Linked DNA regions of Drosophila melanogaster: region 1 is linked to region 2. A link is a contact called in public Hi-C data. All regions are on one chromosome and are shown on one strand. Each heading gives the region's core, a stretch centred on a gene start, on an enhancer-like site or on the middle of the called end of the contact. The rest is flanking DNA. Distances are from core to core; before and after follow the strand shown. Region 1 overlaps kirre (kin of irre). Region 2 holds the start of lncRNA:CR43494 (long non-coding RNA:CR43494).

Region 1 (4,703 bases), core at 482-2,981, 280 kb after region 2:
TCATTGATTAACACACTTCTGTCGTTTTTCCAAAACTCTCGCCTCGTTTAAACGGTGTAAAATGGACAAAAGGAAGGGAGAAGCAAGTTATGGGTAAATAGGAAAATGTGAAACAAAATTGCGTTTCCGGTGGAACTCACAGATTGAAGGTTTACTCTATATTTCGTTATATGCTATTATGTTTATAAAAACTATACATATTATTTCTCTGTAAGTTGTCCACTGTTTAAATACTTTGAGATTAGGACATTGAAACATTTGATTTGAAGTGTTTTTCGGGCACCTGCTCAACTTGAACTTCAATCGTTTTTTTTATTTTTTTTTCTGTTTGTCCCCATCCGATTTAAGCCCCTTTTTCGTCCGATTTTCTTTTACCGAAAGACTCTCCTATATCATTATTCTGTCCCTGTATTATTTTTGTGTTTTATGTTGATTCGTCTCCTTTCTTCGTCGGCCTCCAGCTGAATTGTCCAAATGTTTAGTTAGCAATTGTTATTGTACTCCTGTGTGTGTGTGTGTGTGTGCGCGCGCGAGTGTATCGATGTGTGTGTGTGTGTGTGCTAGCCCCCGGCAGTCTGCAATTCCCTCCGATTTCCCCTTAGACTATGAAACTCTGGACCCCCAGAGCCACTGCCATTTTCCCCACGAGAAGAGAAGAGGAGTCTCAAGTGCAAGTGTACTCAAAGTCTACCTTATGTTTGCTCTCCTCTACTTTCCCTGCCCCGTTCCCCTTTCCAATCCCTGGAGGCAAAATCACACAAAGCTTACGGTACACTGTCAGAAATGTAGCAAAAAGCAAAATTTGTAAAGCGGCAAATTCAAAAAACTAGACAATATTAATTGATATACCACATTCGGTTCAATTCGGCAATATGTTACATCATTAACCACTTTCATTTAGTAACCCCAATTCATTAACTTGCATCTTTTATAATATAATCACTACAAGAATACGGCAACTGATGCAAATCACCCTTCTTCTTTCTACTATACTACTAATCAATGAATATATATATTGTTTAGCATTTTTCCCTGTGCTCATTTTTTATAGATATAAAGCGTCCATACTCGGTGCTCCATCAATGCTCCTCCTCTCTGCCGCATTTCTCCTTTTCCATCGCTCGTTTTTCCACATTTTTTTTTTTTAATCCACTGTGCTGGGTTGCATTTTAAAATTAATATTTGGATTTTAATTAGCAAGAAATTTACTTTGGGCCCTGGTAGTTTTGGGTTCTCGCTTTTGTGTTTACCTTTGCTAGGAGCTCAGCCACGCCCCCGCCCCGCCCCGCACCATTGCGCCCAACTGGGCGAGTGTGTGAGTGTGTGCACACTAATTAAATATACACACAGGGGCTCACGTCGATGGGGGGGAAAAACGGGTGGAAATTGGGTTAACCCAATCATCAAATATGCAACATTTGCTCAGTTCAAAATTTAATTTTCGCTCAACGGCGCCCAAGAAAACTGTATCGAATTTTTCGAATGTCGGTATACCAACAACACAGTCGGCGGGGTGTAATTACAATTTTCATTTTCAATTTTCCATTTTGCAACAGGCAAACGCGATTATTGTGTGATTGTTTAATGCCCGACATTTGTTGCAAATTAATTGTGCAGTTTTGTGTCGCCAAATTCTCTTCTATTCTGTGGCCCATGTGCTGTGTGCTTTGACCCCCCACTGGCCCCTCCAAAATCAACGGACTCGTTTGTTTACCATTTCGCTGCTCGAACTGGAAGCATCGAACTGCGGCCAACATGTTGCATGTTGCACTCAATTTGTCCGGCTAACAGAGGTCTGTTAAGGGTTAAAGATTCGCAGAAAAAAATAAATGTTGAATAGAAAGAGGTTTAGAAGCAAAGCAGCGGCGTATCAAGACGAAAATGAAATTCTATTCGCATTGAATTTAAACTACTTGAATTTCTTTAAGCTTTTCCTGTTCGCGAAAAGCTTTTATCACAATCGATATGCAGGCTGCTTATGCTAATTGCTTGGATAATCCCCCCACGGAATCCGAATCATAGCAACCCCCGTGGGCCGACGAACTACCCCTAAACAAGCTAAATCCCATTTGAACTTTTGCTAGAGTCGCTTTTCGGCGTTTATTAGATTTCGCGATTCTCTGGTGACTAACAATGGAATTTTAAATTCCAATAAATCTGCCAGCTTCAATAAGTGTTCATTGTCTGGGGGGTTGTGGTGTTCGGGATTTTCTTTTCTGTACTTTTTGCTTCGAAGGTCCGGCGAGTGAATGAATGGGGCTTAACTGTTGATTTCCAGACGGAGGATGCAAAGTCCCCACTCTTGCGATGGGGTAGATCCATCCATGCAACCATCCAGCCATCCAGCCATACAGCCATACAGCCATCCTGCCATCCAAGCATCCATCGTCTGTCCAATTTTTATGGGGCATCAAAAACACCCCGAGAACCCATGGATAAATTTGATTGTCGCCTCGTGGTGGAAATTTGACAACAAAACATTTTCGTAGCCAAAATTTATGTTGCTCTTGCCATACTTTTTTGTATAATTTTTACTTTTATTGGTTTCGGTTTTAAAATATTCGTTTTAGCCAGTTTCACTGGATCGATCGATAAGGAAAGGTTCAACCCTTGGTTTTAGGAGTGTCGTATAATAGAATATATTATTTGAAGTCGTTGAAATGGCTTAAAACCGCCAAACGTTTGGGCATTTTCACCAAAATCGTTTTGCCAAGATATGACAAAAAAAAAACTTTAAGTTCTTTCCATTGCGTATTTAAAGACACTGAAACTCTCTAAGTTTAAATTTTCTGACAAGTTGAAAGGACTTTCATTACCTGTCGAAAAGTAAAAGGAAAACCTTTTTGAAGACAACAGATGAAAAATGTATTTCAATATAATTACAAGACTCTCGGCCTCATTAGGTTCCTGTTTTTAGTGAAAAGTGGGGAAATATATACTTTGAAGCACTTTTCCAGCAATTTGCATGTTTTTTTCGCAGGCATTCTGACTCAACCACAGCCAAGAGCCATTATCAATTTCCTCATTTTTTCCGGCACAAGAGCGGGAAAAAGCGGAAAAAATATAACGATTTAATTAAAAAGTTACATAAAATATGTTCTTACCAAGGAGCAAAATCAAAATCATTTTGGTACAACGAAAATAAAAGAGGCAAAGGAAAATGAAAATACGCGCTTCGCCTAAGGTAGAACGTCATCTGGCAACAGTGAAGCTCCTTTTTGTCAAACATGCCACTTGCATCACTGATAATATTTGTTAGCACAAGAAGGTTTCTTTCAAATGAAATGAACATTCAATTTGTAGCTTACCAAACATATGTATTGACACTATGGTAAATGCATTAAATATATATATAAATATACTCAAATCGGGCTACTGTAGAGTAGCTAACAGATTACTTCTAGCTTTCCCCGACGCATCCGCACCGCTCCAGGTGTTTATCCTCGCTCATTAAGTCATCGTTCGAGTCGAGTTATTCAATGGCCAACCTTTTGAGTGCTGAAAGTGGGAGGACAGTTTGCGGGCGGCCATGGGTTAAGGGGGGCATTTTTATTTTCATAATTTAATGTGCTGTGCGCCTTTTGTTTTCGGCGATGCCCAAAACACTCGACGGGGGAAAAATAAAAAAAAAAAGAGGGAAACACATCCAACGACAGTGCAATGCGCGGAAAATCTGTGCAAAAAAAAAACAACGGCGTGGAAAATGAAAAACAAAAAGCAAAACCAAAACGGCAAGCTCACAATATTTTTTGTTTTTTTTTTTTTTTGAGTCTGCGAAATCAAAGAATGTGAGTGCCACCCGCGCATTTTTCCCCCGACCATCGCGACTTTCACTTGTGCCTCAAGCAAAGAAATGAAAAGCGGGGAAATGGGTCGGGGGTGTGGGTGTGGGCAAAAACAAAACAAAAATTAAGCAACGGCTGCGAAATGAACGCCGAAAACCGTTTACAGCGAGTTGTTTACGGGGTTTTCATTTATTTTCTTCGTTTTTTCTTTTTTTGTTTTTTTTTTTGTGTACGAGAACCCCAAACTCCAACAACAGCCATCTGCTGTGGATTTTTCAGAGGGGAGTGTCAAAGAACTCGACTTCGTCTAACCCAGTTAACCAGGTAAATAACATGTGAGTTCAAAGATTTCCATTAAATTATGTTCCGGGGGTGCTCCAGAGGAGTTTCCGGCTTGATGAGGCGTGCGCGCGGCGTCGGAGGTCATGGAAGATTGCCTAAATGTATGGAAATTGGATTTGCCTTCAATTAATAAATGCTTATGCGATTAAAGAAGCACTTCATCCGCAGAAAGATTTCAGAAAATGGTGATAAGAGAATGGGAATTCATTCATGAAGTAATTTCAAATGTAGCTTAATTTTTAGCTTAAATTTAACTAAAGAAGTTGAAAACATCTTGTCACTTGACTAATTGAATTTAAATCAAACCAAACATACGATTCAAATAGTGAGTTTCGTCTACTTTTACTGATCAACGCTAAACTAAACGCCCGCATGTCAGTAATTTATTAATGAATGTTTAAAATGTCGCATGACACACCCGCTATAAATGCGGAAAAAAAGGAAGTAAGTAAATTTGAATGCAGACTGCAATTAAAGTATCGAATAAAAAGTTGAATGATTTATGTGGCGCGCATTTCAAACGAATTTGAAGCTGCGTCTTGGGAAGATGATATTTTAACAGCACCGTTGTTACTG
Region 2 (4,727 bases), core at 1,634-4,133:
CTTCCCCCTTGATTCTCCTCTAGTTTACCGGCTGGGCCAGCAATTGTCCTGTCCGAAGACAAATTTCATTCTTAGTCCTTGCCGCAGCCAAAGGATTTGTCAAAGCATATGAAGAGACTAAAACTTGTTAAGTGAAATCTCTTTTATTTTTCTTTATTCGCCGGAGAAAATCACTCGCATATGGAGAGGAAAATGCTGGAAAATGCATTTAAGGAACAGTGGACAAAAAGAGGCAGAGGCGAAGTACATCACTTGCCGGCTTAAAAATTTAAGAGCATCCGACAAATTTGCCGCAGATTTTAACAACTGAGTTATCGCTTTTTGACTCATATACTGGAGTGGAGTGTGTTGCAAAGGTTACCTCCCAAAATGGAATATCAAATGAAATAATTTATGCAATGTTGCTTCATCTAATATGACGCACAACATTAATCCTACCTGGTGAACTTTCCACGCTCCATTCAATGCATTTGAGTCCGCAGGCTGCATGTAAAGTGTGTCATAAGGGCGAGGGTTTCCTAACTCTCTCCGTTTACTCTCTATTCCGGGATGCCTTGTAACACAACTCTCTTTGATGATTACCGCCATGTATCACTAGGACAACTGCTGAGCGAGCAAAATCAAATTGAAACGCTATTCAGTTGACGGCCCTTTGCCACCCCATAAAGCCCTTTTGCAAACCTCCAGCAACCTATTCCCTACACGGTGAAAATATTGGAATATTTGTCGATATATTTTGATGCTCTAGAACTGTGGGAACAGTATACTCTCCACGATATATGCTGCTTTTGTCATCCAGTATTTCATTTCAGTGCACTTAATAAGACGAGCCCTGTTGCTGCCACACAACGTGCGTTTGGGGCGACATTGATTGTGGGATTCGATTTGGCCAAACGCGGGCAATTACATCAATTATTTCGATAATTATCAATTGCAGCCGGCCCGCAAATTAATTGTGGCCAGCTCTTCTATCATGCCGCCTGTGTCCGCGGTGCTATGGTATCCTTGTGAAGTGAAGCGAATCTCTGGAATCTCTCCAATTTGCCGCCAAGTTGAAGACGAACATAAAAAAAGAGCTGCTTACTTTTCGGCGTCGTTTGCTTTGCGAGGGTATTTCAGGTTGGACCTCGTAGTGGCCTCGTAGATTGAGTGTAAACCTATTAGAGAAATTGCCAACTAAATGAACCCCTAAGCACAAACACAAGAACAAAAAATACACATACACGCCCAAGCACCTGATCTGGGTCAATTCAATTACTTTGAAACGCGAGGGCGGATCCAAAACTTGTCGCGATATTAAGATCATATGAGAACTGCCAACCTTTGAAGTTTCTTAAGATATAAAGTTTTTTTTATGAATCCACTTACATGTGTATATTTTTTTGGTAATTTTCAATGCCCAGAAACCAGTGAAACCACCCGTGTTCTCGCTATGATTTGGCTGCCGTGTAATTTAAGACATATCCCCCCGCTCTTTGTGGCTGTAAATATTTAATATATTTGCAGGGCCGTTCCCGTAAAGCTTTCACCTTAGCATCTAACCTTTCTGCGGGGCAAAGTCGCCACGTTCCAACGGCAATTGGCATAAAAATAAAGCGAAGTCCTCGAATTTCCTGGACTAGCATTATTATTGTTATTAAATTTTACTGCCGTTAACTGTTGCTGCTGGTGCCAGACAAATTAGGGGAAGCCGGCGGGTACGTGTGGGTGTGTAAGGTCCTGTTCGCAGGACTTCGACCGCTCTACGCACAATGTTTTAATGTTGTGTTTGTGTGCTCATCAATATTTATTGCGGTTCGACTACGTGAGCCGCACACAATCAGCGCAGCTCCACCATTCGTTCGGCCTCAACATTTGTGCAAATATTTTTATTATGCCCGATACCTGTTCTCAAAAAAATAAAACGGATACAATTTCAAATGTACCCAGGAATTTAATATAATAATAATAAATAATAGCATAATAATCATATTTTTCCACTAATTACTTGAGATTTTTCATTCACGCTCTTTTCCTCAACTGCTTTAAAAGTTGAAGTCACACAAGATCGGTTAGTTTGTACCGTATTTAACTTAAATATAAACCAAGTTAACCATTTACCCATTCTTCTACAGTATTTTCTGCGTCGAGTACATTTTTGCTTAAGCACTTAAATTTACTTACTTTATTTGTTGTTATCGTTGGGGGAAAGGTGGGCCAAGTAAGCCAGCCGAGTTTGACCCCTGAAATATTGCCGAGGCGTGGGCGAAAAACAATGAACAATTGTGGGCGGTTAATTGCGGTAGAAGGGAGGGGGGGGGGGCGTGGCTATTGCTAAACAAGGCACTTATTTACTATTCAAAAAACTTCAATTACCGCAAAGTAGTCGCAAGAGTTGCTGCCAGTTCAGTTGTTATGCTGATTTAGCGCTTTATTTGCGAATAAATATAACAAAAGATTATTGGCTATTAAGTAATTTTCGCCGCTTTTCATTTTTTCACGCCCACATTTAGCAGCACGCAGCTCTAAAAATAGCCAACAGTGCGATATTGGTCGATTGGAATCGCCTAATGAGATATCGACGTAATATGATGGACAATTAGTTAAAGCTGATTAGGAGGGGGTCGAGAAGGTATCAATTGAGTTTTGGCACCCTCTATCTGAGGCTCCGTGGCCCACTGGCCAGCCTCATTCCTCATCCTTGATCCGTGGACTGAGTCCTCAACATTATTCGCAGCCATCTTTCCGTCGAGTTGGCCACGCGAACAGGCACAAACAAATGTGGCGCATTAAATGCAAATGGCTCTTGTCCCACCTGAGGCAACCCGTGTCCATCGAGGTCCGTGGGGCTCCCCTGCCCCCCTTGCCTGCCACACTGCACTCTTGTCTCTGATACCCGAGCTCGCAACTCCTCGACGCTACAATTTCCCTCCAGCAGGGGATTTTGCTAATTAAACTCAAATCGCTATAGTTCACAGCGTGTTAGGCCGAGCAAATTGATTTGAACAACAGGAACAGGGACTTTCGGGTGCCAGAGGGAATTGTCTGCTGCACACTGGAAATCGTTTGAAATGTGGATGGTTTATTCCAATCTATAGTTTTAAATTCAAGTTTTGGTTCTCGTGTTGCCATATGTTAAGATGCATGTGAAACTTTTAAAAGGCAGTAACTATGATTAAAAGAAAGTGAATATTCATGTAGGAATATTTGAGATATAGGGTGAATTATAGTTACTCTTACTTTACAACTTCCAATAGATGGGTTCTTGTTTTTTGCGCAAGTGTATTACTCGCATTACAGCTAATTAATTCGTTGGCCGCTTGGTTAATTAAAGGCGAGTGACCATGGAAACCGAAGTGGATTCCGCAGCTGATGAGGTGGCTTCCTTTGGCGGGCCTTGCCACGCCTCCTTTTGCTACACTCCTTCCCACCTGTCCATTAACCGTTGCCTTTGTAATTCAATAAACGCAATAAATGCAATTTGTCAAGGAAGTTTTCTGCGGGACAGGAGAGACAACAAGGTTTTAAAAAAATAAAATGTGCACTTTGAGTGTAATTGTTGAGTAAATCAAATCAAAATCACTGCTAGATAAATTAGAACATTAAAACTATGCAGGAAATGGTGTATGCTTTAAAAATGAAGATGCAACGAATGTGATCTATTAATTAAGCCGCTTTTAGTTTCCACATATTTTCAACGTGTATTTCAACGACAGTCAGGTGAAAGCGGGGCTGCGGAATGGATTGTTCCACTGGCTTTGTTCATTTGCAGTCGTCGGCCATAAATTGCCGAGCAACGCGGCGTATGAGTTACGGAACCTGGTCGACCGAGAAGCGGAGTGCCAGGATGGCCAGGGAGCGCATCCTTCAAGGATTCCGCCGCCGCGTCAGCAATTTTTCATGCATTTAACAATGGGAGGAGGTCGCCGCCAAGATGCAGATGCAGTTGAGAGCGGGCTTGGCATTGACACCTCCTGCCGCATCCTGTCCGCTGCCATTCACTCGCTCAGCCACTCAGCCACTCAGTCACTCGGTCAGCCATTCAGTTGCTCATCCAGTCAGTCAGCTGGCCATTCATCCATTGCCTGGATTGATGGACTAATACCCTCTGAAGGAGGCCTTAAGCTTCAGGCTAAACTAACGATTATTCATCGATTGGAATGGAATAATGGTAAGAGGCTAGTTGATAGCACAAGCATTTCAATAGATGTTTTGATGGCCTTGGTGTTTTTGTATTGTATACAATTATATACAATATTTAACAATATAACATAATACTCAAGTGGTCTGAGTCGGCTTTTCCAGTCATACTAGTTTCCATTTAGTTGCTTTAGTTGCGCCCTTTTTATTTATGCAATGGCTGCGGCCATTATGGCTTAATTAAGTTTTGCTATACTAATTGAAACTTGCCCTTGCCTTGACACCTTACTGTCTCCATTTCCCCGTTTTTCATTTGTTTCTCGCACATTTTTCACCCATTTCCCCGGCACCCTTTGGATCTCCTCCGTCAGCGAGTCAACCACATTCACGTGCCTCGGCAGTTTATCTTCCCACATTTGTCCTTTGTTCCTTCATTTTGTTTGGCCGGGCCAAAGGACACGCCGCCTTGGTGGCCTTGTCACCGTCTCTTTTGCTCCAACTAGTCCCCTTCCTTGGTCCCTTGCTCCGTTGTTTCCCTTTTGTTGGCTTTTTGATTGGAACAAATGCTTTTCTAATCTCAGCTGGAACATTGCCTTCTTCGAGCATTT

The links. Hi-C and Micro-C count contacts between places; a contact is called where the count stands out from the background.
Region 1: a contact with region 2 is called in a Hi-C map of the Kc167 cell line, with 1.7 times the contacts expected there. The contact joins the enhancer-like site here to the promoter of lncRNA:CR43494 in region 2. A contact is called at or near these places in 6 of 107 Hi-C or Micro-C datasets (the Kc167 cell line, the ML-DmBG3-c2 cell line, the OSC cell line and 3 more).

What each region holds. Positions count from the first base shown.
Region 1 is chrX:3,026,125-3,030,827 of dm6, forward strand. The region is part of intron 5 of kirre (kin of irre); the gene reads left to right. Among named protein-coding and RNA genes, the nearest start is that of CG4116, 39 kb to the right of the region's middle. Within about 2 kb of position 1,732, at least 33 of the 39 cell types and tissues checked have an H3K27ac peak or open chromatin away from gene starts, as enhancers often do. A contact at or near this core is called in the Kc167 cell line, the OSC cell line, the S2 cell line and 1 more, where this site is marked.
Region 2 is chrX:2,748,533-2,753,259 of dm6, forward strand. It overlaps lncRNA:CR43494 (long non-coding RNA:CR43494), which reads right to left and starts at 2,884. Exons shown (of 1, transcript NR_047747.1): 1 at 2,387-2,884. All of the region lies in intron 2 of kirre (kin of irre), which reads left to right.